Regions from separate parts of the Sus scrofa genome. Here region 1 is linked to region 2. A link is a contact called in public HiChIP or PLAC-seq data. All regions are on one chromosome and are shown on one strand. Each heading gives the region's core, a stretch centred on a gene start, on an enhancer-like site or on the middle of the called end of the contact. The rest is flanking DNA. Distances are from core to core; before and after follow the strand shown.

Region 1 (3,730 bases), core at 111-2,610, 310 kb after region 2:
CAGGCTGCCTCTCCCGCCTACACTACAGCTCACAGCAATGCTGGATCCTTAACCCACTGAGCGAAGACAGGGATCAAACCTGCAACCTCATGGTTACTAGTCAGATTCGTTTCTGCTGTGCCGCAATGGGAGCTCTTATCCCACCACCTTAGGTTTTTGTATTTTAACAGGATAGGATAAGTTGAATTGAATTGAGGCTGAGTAACTCCATGTGTTCAGGACTTATAGAATATGTGGTAGAGGAGGTGACTGGGTAAGAGAGGATAGTTGAAGCCAGAAGGATAGGTAGGAATCAGATTGTGTAAGGCTTTATTCTGTAGACAGTGGACCAAGCCTTTGAAAGGTATATGGAATGTGTGGTGATAGATTTCTCTGAGACTGCCGAGAAAAATAGCCTGTAAATATGCTTCTGTCACTTTTGAAAGAAAGATATTAAGAGAATATTCATGTAAAGAAGGTATTGATTATCATTTAGACAACTTCATTTGTAGGTGAAAAAGAACAAAGATCATATTATAATGTTAGATTATTGAGCATGACTAAAGCAGAAATAAAATATTTAAACCACCCCTCCCCCAAAACATTTTTATTGGAACATTTAAAGAATTAACCTATTATTAGTTGTTTGTACATATATAATGATATCCTTTGCAATTTTTCTGTAGATTTTAATAACTTGTAAAATCGAAAGTTCCTCCAAAACAGGAGTTCTCACTGTGGCTCAGCAGGTTTAGAACTAGACATTGTATCCGTGATGATGTAAGTTTGATCCCTGGCCTTGTGCAGTGGGTTAAGGATCTCGTGTTGCTGCAGGCTGCCATGTAAGTCATAGACGCAGCTTGGATCCAGTTTTGCTGTGGCTGTGGGGTAGTGCAGATCTAATCAAATGTACTTTCTGGCCACTGTATAGAAATTATAGTGTTAGATCAAATTTTTTGTTGTGGATTGGGTTATTTTATTTACTTTTGTGGATGTTGAGTGAAGTGATTTTGAGTCAGCCATTTTTATTCATTCCTCCTAAGTTGTTTAAGGGAGACCAAGAGAAGGAAGCTCTTACTTTGTTTTCTGTAGATATTGCTGGTTCCTAAATAGGGAGAAGTTTTAGTGTTACTTATATTAAATCTAAATTTGGGATGGATATAAATCTAGTGTTGAAATTTTGATTTGGGGTTAATTTGGTTTTTACAGTTATTTTGAAAATATTTGCTTCAGTTTCACATCTTTGTAATAGGTATTGAAAAACTTTTTCCTTTTCTTTTTCTCCTTTTAAAAAACCTTTTGACAGTCTAAGGGAAGATAGATGGTTTCTTAGTAAGTAATTCCAGTTTCATTAAATGGCTCTTGACTCTCAGAACTGAGTTATTGCATAACAAGATGAGTCAGATGGGAAAGAAACAGTTTAGTTTCATTGTTGTTGTTACCATGACTGCAACAAATTGGCAGGAGAATATTATATTTTGTAGTTGTTATTTAACCTGACCTGTTGATTAAAAAAGAGTTTCAGAACTTTGTATCCAGTCGAGTTGTTTATATCACTAAGGAATCCTACATTTTACTCTGTGACTTGATTGCACTTTTAAAGGTAACTCAGGTTTTGTTTTGTTTTGTTTTGTTTTTTTCCTTTTTCCCCTTAAGGCGCGTGTTTTGTGTGGTAGAGTTACTGAGAGAATCTATAGGAGATGGATGTAATGCTTTATTTCCTAGGTATAAACTTTAAATTCTGAGCTTAAGAACACTTCTTGTTTTTTCTACTTACAACTAAATTTAGTCTTAGCCAGAAATAATGCCCTTTAAAATAAAAGTATCTCTTATTTGGTAGTGATCATTATATGCAAGTAATCAGAAGCATCAAATTTAGGAATTTGGGGGAATAAATTGCAAAATGTTGGGGGGAATAAGTAACTTGCTCTCCAGGAGAAACTTGCAGACGTGGTTTTATTTTATTTTGTCTTTTTTGGGGGGGGGGGGCAACACCTGAAGCATGTGGAAGTTCCTAGGCTAGAGGTCTAAATTGAGCTGCAGCTGCTGGCCTACATCCTAGCCATAGCCACCACGCAAGATCCAAACTGTGTCTGTGATCTACATCACAGCTTGTAGCAATGCCAGATCCTTAACCCACTGAGCGGCTCCAGGAATCAAACCCGTGCCCTCATGGATACTAGTTGGGTTTGTTCCTGCTGAGCCACAACAGGAACTCCTACTGTTTATTTTTTAATTCCAAAATATTTGCCCTTCCATACTTGTTTTTGCCATTGATTTAGAAGCAAAGGTAAAAACTCCTGGTTTTTTATACAGCTGAGAGGTCTCCCCTACCCCTTCCGCTTCCTTTCCTATCCCTCTCTTAGTACATTGGTCCCTATATTCTTGTGAAGGGGAAATAGTGGGAAAGGAATGTGCTTAGTTTATTGAAGGAGAGTAAAAACAGTTTTAAACTGTAGAAGTTCATGAGACCATGCAAGTTATGGAAACAGTAGGCTTTATACTTAACTTATAAAGTGATTTTTCTTCCATTTGTTTTTAGATGCCAGTATTGAGACTATAATTGACAATGGTAGTTGCTTTTTTCTTTTTAGGATAGCCATCTCTGATTGCTATAGCAGCTTCCCAGAAGACAGTCTATAGGACCTAATGCCAGCAAGGAGTTGCCTTGAGCACTACTCTTGACTTTCTGGGATTTTAGTTTCAGAAGGAAGGTGATAATGTATGTTATAATCCTCCTAGTGTCCTCTCTGCTGTAGTTTTGTTGTCTGTAAGGATTATTTATTTTAAGGAATCACTTGAGATTCCTGGTATTATATAAAGCGTTTTTTTTTTTTTTCAAATAATTTGATTATTAGGGCAGAACTTTTTTTTTTTAATGGCAGCACATATTTGATTTTATTTTCTGTTACATATGCCCAGGCTATAGGTTAAAGTTTTGTGTGTGTATTTTTGTTTTTTTGTTTTGGCTTAATGAGCTGCGGGAGATAAAGTTTGAATGTCATATTAGGTTTGGAGAAGTAAATTTTACTTAACATGCTTCATGTGTACTATGTTTATGGAATAATTTTGACTATCTGCAATTATTTGATCTTTAAAAAAAACCTTTCTAGTAGAAAGGCCTAGTTATAAGAGCGTAGAATATTTGGATGAAAAGACCAGAGAAAATTGTGGGATTAGATTCTCTGATACTCACAGGTTTTAATGATTTCACGTGAGAGAATCTATTATTCTTGAGTTACATTTCTTCAAACAGGGAAATAGTAATAGTATCAATTTTAATCATTTATAAAAATCAAAGTCATTATTAAACAATTAGCAATCTAATATCATGGGTTTCTAAGAGCACTTTTGCAAACTTTAACATTTTAATTACAGAGGTATAATATGATTGTCTAGTAGATTTGGCTTCCTCAGAGAAAATTTTATATATACACTTAAGCATTTTGAAAAAGGTGGTTTTCATTATTTCAACTTATTTCAGTAGTTATTTATTGAACTACTATAGTTCTGTTCTTATGTTGCTTTATAATGTTCTTAAGAATATGTCATAATACTCTTAGAAAATGCTACCTAATAGAGCCATGTATAACAGTTTTAAATGGAGTATCATGAAAGATAAAAGGGTACAATACGATACAGGTAGTAGTATAATTGAGAAGGAAACTTTTTTTTTTTTGTCTTTTTGCCTTTTCTAGGGCCACTCCTGCGGAATATGGAGGTTCCCAGGCTAGGGGTCGAATCGGAGCTG
Region 2 (4,099 bases), core at 250-2,749:
AACTCTTGGGTATAATGAACAGTTCACTAGGAAGCATACCTTTCAAATGCAAACCAAGTGATCCAGAGCTCCTGGTCTCCACTCCTCTCCTTTCTGGGGCTCTCACCCTCTGAGCTACAACCCACCTGCCCTTTTCACCCCAGGGCACACAACCTGGGGACAGCACCTAGGCCTGAGATCTTCCTGAGATTATTCAAACTAGCCTATCCTGAGCCTGATTGCCCTACCTCACCCACTCCTTCCAGGAGAAACTGGTAAAAGTTCTTGTGTGTGTTTTTCCCTTGTTGCCTTTGCCTCCAGACTGACCCTGATGCTTCCCCATGTGATCCTACGGAGAAGGCCATGCCTCCTGTCTCTAGGAATCTGTGGATGTAATAAAATTATTTCTTCATGACAATCATTTCAGTGTCATTGTCTTACCAAACTTGCTTAAAACAAACCCCAGGTACCCTTAAGATGCTTGCTCTTTCTATGTGACTGTGGGGCAGGTTGCGGTGCTCTTACCTGCAGCCTCCTCTTCTATAAAATGGGGGCAGTGACATCAGGTGGTTGTGGGGGTTGAGTAGGTGACAAGTGATTTCCCAGCCTCCAGTAGCATCTCTTCAAAGCCTCTCTTTATCCCACCCTCCCCATTCTCCTTTCTTTATAACATTTATTTGTTTTTGAAATGACTCCTTTCTTCCTTGCCTGCCTCCCCCTGCTGGAATGAAAGCTTTGGTTTAATGATGAACACCTAGACCAGTGCCTGGCACACAGTAGGTGCTCACTTAATAGTACGGAATGCATGTGAACACTCCTAGCATTCGTATGTACACGTGTGCTCATTATCTTCCTTCCTTCTTGGGATCCTCTTGCATGAACTGGCATAGAATCGGGTCACTTTACAGACTGGAATCTGTTGAGGGAGATTCTTGTCCTTTCTGCTGGCCTGTAATGCTTTGTGCTTGTGTGGAGGCTCTTGTCCAAGATGCTCAGAGCACTTTATAAACATTCATGATGTAAACGGTGTGCTTTGTTTGCAGCAGGTGGGGCGTGATTTGCTGAAGCAGGATAGTTCCCCAGTGAAGCCAAACCTGTTCTGGAAGTGAGTGGAAAGTTTAAGCACAGTCAGAGACGTTAGGGGCCATTGGGCCATTTGCCCAGTGACGTCCAGTGGGCGGTCAGGACAGCAGAGATTCCTGGAAGATAGCCCCTCACCCCTAGGAACCCCTCCCTCCCTTCACAGCCTTGTGCCCTGGAGCAGGTATTGTTTTGCTCCTTTAGCAGAGCTTCCGGAATCAAGTTAAGAGGATTCTCCTGCTGCCAGGAGGCTCCTTGCATGGATTTATTGAGCCTCCACTTAGCTGAGGCATTGAGGCCACAAGTCATATGGTACTAACGCTCATTTATTCATCAGAGCATTTTGAGTATCCAGATTGGGCAAGGGCTGTGGATACAGGGGTGAGGAACCCCATGGGGGGACAGTGACTCTCACAGAGGAAGTACTTAACTATGCACACACAACACTGGATCTGTAGGAGCCCAGAGAAGAGGGTTGAGTCAGGACAGGCTTCTTGCGGGGGTAATGCTTCTGCTGACACCCAGCAGTCTTTTAGTTGTAGGTTACAAAACTCCAACTCAAACAGGCTTAAGGAGTAAAGAAAAATCCATTGACTCACAAAATGGGCAAATCCAGGAGGATCTAGCTTCAGGCAGATTGGATCCAGAGGCTTAGATGAGAACTCCATCTCTTGGTGCCTTTTCTCTCATTGCACTGGCCTCATTTCCTTCAATCATAAGCAGAATTTCCCCGACTTGGCGGAACAGGTAGGAATCGCAAGCTCCCAGTTCCGATTCTTCTCCTTCTATTTGTATATTTACTTAACCAGTATTTACTGAGTGGTGAACAAGACAATGTCATAGAGATTTAGCAAACAGATAAATGTATGTTTATGTGCCAAAGAGACATGTGCAAGAATATTCATTATAACATTGTTTATGCTAACTGAAGACTGGAAACAACTTAAGTGGCCACCAGTAAGCGGCTGGGTGAGTAAATTGTGCAATAGAAGACTGGACAGCCCTTTGGAAGAATGAGGTAGATTTATATCAGTAGTTCCCACTCAGGGCAGCTTTACTGCCCCACCCCCACCCCCCTTCAGAGGACATTTACCAAAGTCTGGAGACATTTTCAGTGGTCATAATTGAGGGCGAAGGGGCAGCACTACTGGCATCTAGTGAGGGGAGGCCAGGGATGCTGCTAAACATCCTACAATGCACAGTGCAGCCCCTACAACAAAGAATTACGCAGCCTATCATATCAGCAGTGTCAAGATTGAGAAACCCTGATCTGTACCTGCTGATACAGAAATCTTCAAGATAAGTTAAAAAAAAAAAAAAAGCACAGTGGAAAACAATAAATATAGCAGACTACCATTTGTGCAAAACAAGGAACATATCTATATATGTGCTTATATATGAATAGAATTATCTCTGGACGAATAAATAAGAGTGGGGTGTTGTATCTTGTGAAGGCCTGGGGGAGAGATGTGGAAGAGAGATTTATTTTCATTGTACAGCTTTTTTTTTTTTTAACCGTTTGAATATTTTTAAACCACATACATAGGTTCTTAAAAAAAAAAATTAAAGTATAAAAAGGATGAAAGTTTGCCTAAACCCTCCCCACATTCCCTGCCTGACCCCGTCCTAGCCATCCATGTCTTCTCTCTTTGAGATGATTAGGTTAAGGGCAATCCCACAAAGTCACAATTGGAAGAGATCTTAGAGATCATCCAATCTTAGCAGTCATCAAAGAGGTTGTGGAAATGCCGGATTAAACACATTTAAGTGGGTCTTTTCTGGAGGACCCAGAATGCAAGAGTGTGAATGGTAGACCTCTGAGGGGACAAGGCGTACAGAATTCGCAGATGTCCTTGACTCCTTTAGCAGTGCCTTAAAGTGGTCATAACAGAGCACCATGAATTAGAGGGCTTAAAACAACAGAAATTTGTTGTCTCACAGTTCTAGAGGCTGGGAGTTGGAAATCAAGATGTCAGCAGGGCCATGCTCCATCTGAAGACTCTAGGGAAAAATCCTTCCTTGATTCTTCATAGCTTCTGGAAGTCTCTAGCATTCCTTAGCTTGCAGCTACATCCCTACCATCTCTGCCTTCCTCGTAATGCAGCCTTCCTCCTGGGTGTCTGTCTTATAAGGATACCAGTCATATTGGATTAGGGGCCCATCCTACTCCACTATGATCTTAACTAATTAAAATTTCTCTATTTCAAAGTAAGGAAACACTCTGAAAGTGTGTGAATTAAGACTTCCATGTGTCTTTGTGGGGAGGGGGAGAAGGAGGCAGAAGGGACATAATTTAATTCATCACAACTCCTAATTATACACATATGTAGATAGTTTCTCCATTTCACTTCAAAAGACTACTGTTCTCCCAATTATGTTTTAAGAAATGTGGATCTCACATAGTTTCTTTACTTTGCAATTGAGGCATCTGAGGCCCAGAGAGGGACAGTCACTAGCCCAAGATCACACAGCAGATTAGAGGCAGGGCTGACCCAAAAATCTAGGTCACCTCTATCCTGGAGGAAAGAGTCAGTGAGTCTGTCTGTCCTTGACTTTGTCTTTTACTATGAGGCTGTGACTGACCAGTGATCAAGATGTTATTCATCAACTCACCCACCCACCTGGCATTCCACTACTTCATCTCCCAGCCTGCAAGCAAAGCTACCTGATGGAGCAGTTCCTACTCCTGTAGACACAGGTCTTATTTCTGAACGTTCCCAAGTGTGATCTTTGGGATTCTAGGTTGTACATGACAGAAACCACCATAGGCTGATTGAAACCATAAGAAGGATTTATTGATTCATGTATCAGAGGAGGCAAAGCTGGACCCAGGAGCTCAAACACTGCCGTCCCCCCCCCCTTCTCCTCTTGGTCTGACCTCCCTTGTGTTGGCATCATTCTCGGACACATTTGCTCTGTGATGTGAAGCTTGGGTCCTGGCAGCTCCAGGCTCATCAGCATTCAAAGGAGAGTCCCTTTTTCCCCCTGGGCTCCCACCCAGGTCCTGAGGAGGGCTTGCTGCCCACACCCCAGAACCCAT

Evidence for each region. HiChIP or PLAC-seq counts read pairs in DNA pulled down with a chosen protein or histone mark.
Region 1: an H3K27ac HiChIP or PLAC-seq map of alveolar macrophages shows a contact between it and region 2. The contact joins two enhancer-like sites. A contact is called at or near these places in 2 of 2 datasets of contacts at active chromatin or transcription factors (alveolar macrophages and skeletal muscle).

Annotation. Positions count from the first base shown.
Region 1 is chr14:36,125,056-36,128,785 of Sscrofa11.1, forward strand. The region is part of intron 2 of MED13L (mediator of RNA polymerase II transcription subunit 13-like); the gene reads left to right. Among named protein-coding and RNA genes, the nearest start is that of MED13L, 65 kb to the left of the region's middle. Within about 2 kb of position 1,361, at least 15 of the 83 cell types and tissues checked have an H3K27ac peak or open chromatin away from gene starts, as enhancers often do. A contact at or near this core is called in alveolar macrophages, where this site is marked.
Region 2 is chr14:35,816,497-35,820,595 of Sscrofa11.1, forward strand. All of the region lies in intron 4 of C14H12orf49 (UPF0454 protein C12orf49 homolog), which reads left to right. Among named protein-coding and RNA genes, the nearest start is that of C14H12orf49, 110 kb to the left of the region's middle. Within about 2 kb of position 1,500, at least 6 of the 83 cell types and tissues checked have an H3K27ac peak or open chromatin away from gene starts, as enhancers often do. A contact at or near this core is called in alveolar macrophages, where this site is marked.